Regions from separate parts of the Rattus norvegicus genome. Here region 2 is linked to region 1. The links are chromatin contacts, called in public Hi-C maps. All regions are on one chromosome and are shown on one strand. The core of a region is the stretch at or near the end of the contact, and the rest is flanking DNA. Distances in the headings are between cores, read along the strand shown.

Region 1 (2,564 bases), core at 41-2,540:
ACAGTCACTGTTTTGCATCCATGAATCATATGTGTTAGTGGAAGATTAAAGGGAAGGCATGCAGTGGGCAGCAGGTAATAAAAACCCCCAGGCCATGTGTTTGGCCGTGAAGTAAACAGAACAGCCCATGTAAGAGATGGTGTTTGGGGTCTCTCGAATGGTGGAAAGTGGACAGGAAGGCTCCCTCAGAAGCTTTGTGAAGTTCCGGGGCACAGTCCTTTTCAGCAAAGGGAGGGGGATTGAAGACCCCTGGGACGGGATGGAGCTTTCTGGTTGAAGAAGCAGAAACAGGACAGGTGTGATGAGAGCTGGGTCAGGGAAAGGTTGCAGGCAGCTCATGTGAGCAGCCTTGTGAGCAAAGGGAAGAAGTTGAATTTTAAGAACCATGGGAAGCCTCTGGAAGGCTCTCAGCAAACAAAGGACAAAGGCTGTGTTTTTAAAGGTCACCTAGCCCGAGTTCCCTGGGGATTGAGTTGGAGAGACTCAGGGCCACTAGAGGCAACCTGGCCTGAAGCCCAGCCAATCCTTGTGTTGCATCTCTCTCTCTAATCCACCGTCCTCCTCCCCTGAGTCCCTTTTGCACTTAAAGTCAATATGGCGTGTTTACCACTTAATTAGAAAATCGTTTTTACTTGTCCAAAGCCTCACCAGCCGGGGAAGCTGGGGGACATCTCTGTTTCAAAGGGAGGCCCATTGGGAATGTCCCAGGCCCTCCGTGATGAGTCATTGCTCTTCAGGTGGGAATGACTGATGGGTTTATGTTCCATGTGTGATTGTCTGAGGGGTAGGAGGAAACTCACTCTTCCTCAAAAATTCTTTGTGTCTAGGAAGTCCTGTATTTGAGTGTTATCCCAGCTATGTTTGAGGAGACACTGAAGGGTGGGTATTAGCTCCCCTCAGTACACCGGAGACTGGACGTCTGAGAGGATGTGGGTCTTGAGTAAGAGTAGAACCCAGGTCTTGGGGAGGCCATGAACTCTGCAGTTATTTCCTGTATGGTTATGCTACTGGTTCAGCTCTTGGGGTGAATGTGTGACTGGGGGAGCGGGGAATCTAACGTATGGTGAAACTGTTGAAACCAGGAGAGATTTGTAATGGATTGTGGAAGCAGGGGAGGCATCACTGTGCTCTGCAGTGGTAAAGAGCTTTGGAAGGGAATAAACATAGGCGTGGCATCTAGAGGAACCCCGGGACAAGGAACTGGCCCTCACTGAGTCTCAGTATGCTGACCCATGGGATGGGAGGAATAACAAAGGCACTGCCTTCCTGGGCCACAGCCGAGGAGTGAATGAGCGAGTTTATGAAAGGGACCCAGTCCGGGGCTCGGCACAGGAAGTGCACTCGGTAAATATTAGCCATTGTGCAGAGCACTGGGAACAGATGATACAGAACGAAGAATGCCTCATCATAAATTTCCAGGAAAACCAGTATGCTGGTGTTCTGGGTATTGGGTTCTCTGCAAAGTGTGGAACCAAACCGAACCAAAACCATGATACCCAGCCTGCAAAAGATAGGAATAGAAGCCGAGAAATTTGTTCCAGAAAGAGGAGTGTGGATATGGGCAGCCCAGGCTAACTTAGTTCAGGGCAGGGAACCAGCCAGAGAGTACAGAGGTAGAAAGTTGAGTCCAGCCTTAGAAGTAAGGCTCTGGGTTGCTGTGGGGATTCTAGAAAAGCCACTCCTCTGTAACAACTGCCAATCACTAAAGCTGAGGCAGGGCCTTTAGTGGTTGTGGCACCTGCTACCGAGCTTGGAAAAGTGACTCTGCTAAGTGTCCTCCTTCCACATGCATGCTGTGGTGTGTGTCTGCTCTCGCACTGGACACAGGCACACACAGAAATTCTTTGGAAAAATGTGATTTTGAAAAGTCCGAAGTTTTAGACCTAGAAGGATGAACTTTGAGCCCCTACCCAAAGGTTTATGGGGCTGTCATGTCACAAACATGGGCTCCGGTTTAGAAGGAAACGTTCTCCCCACCTGCTTTCTCCCTTCTCCTGGGTGGGGCTGTGGGGGCCTCCAGCCACCTGCTTCTCCCCAGCTCGGAGCCATTTGACACCAGGACACCAGAGAGGCTTGCAGCCTGGAGACTGCTGTGCACATTGCTGATGAGTCTTCCAAGTGGAATGAGAGACTTGTGTGGCAGGTGACATGTGCCCTGAGCCTCAGCAGACTGTTGCCCACCCACACCCCACAGGGTGGGGTTTGGAATTTCTTGGGAGTGTCTTTGCCAGTTGGTGATACATACTTTTGGGCAGTAACCCAACTTTCGAAGTTTTGTTATTTCCCATCCTGGTTCATTGCAGTTTTACTGTTTTTGTTTTTGTTTTTTTTGTTTTTGTTTTTGTTTTTTGGGGTTTTTTTTGTTTTTGTTTTGTTTTGTTCTTTAAATCATATTGTATCTTTGTAAGACACTTCCAATTCCTTTGGGACAAAGTGAGGCAAAAATAAACCAATGAAGGCACTTGCTTTTCCTTGCACCTCACCCTCACAGATGACTCTGCGAGCCAGACCTCGTGGATGGCAGTAGACTGAAAGTCACAGCTGCTCTCTGGGAGGAGCCGACG
Region 2 (2,564 bases), core at 21-2,520, 160 kb before region 1:
TAAATTGAATACAGCCTGAATCTGGCCATCCTAGAATATGAAGTGTGTGATTCCTCTGGAAGCTACAGACACCAATCTTTTGAAGTTTACACTTCCAGGGGCGGAAGGGAGCTTTTACTAAGTATCTATTGTGTACCAGAATCTGTGAGGTATCTAGTGGTTCCAAAACTGGGGGTAAGGTGCTTTGTTATCTCAAAGACAGGTCTTGGGAGGGCCATTTCACTCTTGGTACTTTTACTCTCTACAGAGGAAGCCCTAGTAACTTAAAACATAAATAAATAAATTAGATAACGGATGAATATGGGGGGGGGGTTCTGAAATAACCACCTAGACTAGCCACCCTTGGGATGGTCCCAAACTGCTACTCATTCTCCATGAACCTTTGCTTTGAACCCCAATCATTTGACCTTGACCCCTAAAAGCCCACTTTATTATGTTTTCAAATTGCGCTCTGAGTAATGCTCAAACCCTGTCTGGGTGCTTCCTCGCCCCCTTCTATCTATCGCGTCAGTTTCTCAAAGTTCCGAAATAACCTTCGCGGGCACGGCTCCGTACCTCTGCCGAGGAAGGGCGGGGAGCCGTGCAGGACGTGCCGGTGTGGAGCGGGAGCCAGAGAACTTGACGCGCGAAGGGAAAATAAAACTTGTGGCTGGTGTTTGTGCAGGAGGGTCTCTTCCATCCGCGAGCCCCCAGATCCCGAGGGTCTCGAGGACTGCCCTGGGAGCGCAGGGTGTGGGTGTGCTCCCGGCGTCCTTGACCTAAATTTCCGCGCTGTGGCTGGAAACCGGGGCATAGAGGCAGGGCGGGTGGCGGGTGCCACCTCCGAACCGGGCGCAGGGGCCCGCGAACTTGAATGGGTAGTGCGAACTAAGGGGGTCCGGGGGCACTGCCGCCTCCCGGCCCCGCGAACCGCCCGGGCCGAGCTCCCCGCGCCTTCCCCTCCCCCACACCCAGCCCATGTGATCTGAGCTGACTCGGGGTGCGCTTCCCGGCTCCTCGCCCGGCTGGCGTGGGCCCCCCTCGAGTCGCGGGGCTCGCGCGCCGCCCCTGGTGGGTCCCGCTGCCGCGGGGGGCCGAGTGTGTGCGCGCGCGGACAGGCGGGGGACCGAACGGGGTGCGTGACGTCACCGCATTGGTTACACGACGTTCTAGAACTCCGCCCCACGTGCGCGGGGAGGAGGGGGAGGAGGAGGAGGAGATGGGGGTGGGGAGGAGGAGGGGGAGAGGTGGGGATGGGCCGGGGGGGCGGGGACGGGGGGTGTGCGAGGCGGCGGGGCTGAGCTGAGCCGAGCCCACGTGTGACGGGCTCTCGCCGCTGGCCCGGCTCGGCGCTCGCGGAGCTTCGCAGCCGCCGGGCGGGGGGAGGAGGCGGGGGAGGAGGGACGGAGATCTGGGGCTCGGAGCCGGCCGCCGCTGCGCTCCGCTTCGCTGTGGGGCTCGGTGTGTCGGGGGTGGGGGGGCGGGGGGGCTCCGCTATGGAGGCAAATGGGAGCCCAGGCACCTCGGGCAGCGCCAACGACTCCCAGCACGACCCCGGGTAAGTTTCCAGCCGCTGCCCACCGCGCCGCCGCGGGCTCGCTCGGAGCTGTGCGGGCGACGGTGCGGAGCGGGGCATCCGCGCGCCCCCCGCGCCCCCGCGCGCACCCCTGGGGCACTCGCGCACCTTGGGGTGGCGTGGGGCCGCCACCTTCTCCCCCAGCCCACCTCCAGGCTCGCGCTCGCCCGCTCCCCCCCAGCTTTCCTTTTAGCTTTTGTAAGTTACACGTCAAAATGGCCGATCTGACATCGGTGCTCACTTCGGTTATGTTTTCTCCCTCTAGTAAAATGTTTATCGGTGGACTGAGCTGGCAGACCTCACCAGGTAAGGGAGGGAGGGGGGGACGCCTGGGTCCCCCCCTTCTTGGCTTCTTTATTGCTCTTTGTTATCCCAGTGTAAGAGCCCCCCCTCCCCGCCATTGGCTCCCCACTTCTCCTGTGCAAGGTTATTTTTTTAAATAGCAAATCCTTTCCGAGCCCTCTACGCGACCTCTGTTGCTGAATTTCCCCCGCGTGTGCAAAAATATTGCAAAAACAAAACAGAATAACAACAGAAAACTACTTTTGCTTTTTGTCCTTGATCAGAAAATTGCATTGCTTTCCCCCCCCCTCCACACCTTCTCCCACCCCCCCATCTCTCTCTTTCTCTCTCTACAGATAGCCTTAGAGACTATTTTAGCAAATTTGGAGAAATTAGAGAATGTATGGTCATGAGAGATCCCACAACGAAACGCTCCAGGTAACGCATTCCCTTCTTGATTTTGCCTTTATTTTAGAACAAAGTTTTAGTTTTATTTTTGGAGGTGTCTTCGGAAGTAGCTAAGCGGATTTAGAATGGGGCTCAGGCGCGTGGCTGGGCTGGAACGTCGCTCCCCCCTCCCATAACCCCAAAGGTTATTGTTAATTAGGGCCGAACTCTGGTTTCAGAGACGCCCATCTCTCCCGCTTGAAGTAATTTTCCTGTCGCTTCTTGTTCTCTTGTTTAAAATGACATTCAGTTCATCCACTTTTCACATAGTTTTTTTTTT

Evidence for each region. Hi-C and Micro-C count contacts between places; a contact is called where the count stands out from the background.
Region 2: a Hi-C map of Schwann cells shows a contact between it and region 1, with 7 times the contacts expected there. The contact joins the promoter of Msi2 here to the enhancer-like site in region 1. A contact is called at or near these places in 10 of 12 Hi-C or Micro-C datasets (the A7r5 cell line, Schwann cells, frontal cortex and 6 more) and 1 of 1 datasets of contacts at active chromatin or transcription factors (oligodendrocytes).

The regions. Positions count from the first base shown.
Region 1 is chr10:73,849,112-73,851,675 of GRCr8, reverse strand. All of the region lies in intron 6 of Msi2 (musashi RNA-binding protein 2), which reads left to right. Among named protein-coding and RNA genes, the nearest start is that of Msi2, 160 kb to the left of the region's middle. Within about 2 kb of position 1,290, at least 3 of the 93 cell types and tissues checked have an H3K27ac peak or open chromatin away from gene starts, as enhancers often do. A contact at or near this core is called in Schwann cells, where this site is marked.
Region 2 is chr10:74,006,203-74,008,766 of GRCr8, reverse strand. Msi2 (musashi RNA-binding protein 2) reads left to right here and starts at 1,270. Exons shown (of 12, transcript XM_039087672.2): 1 at 1,270-1,537; 2 at 1,821-1,861; 3 at 2,194-2,275. The coding sequence starts at 1,476.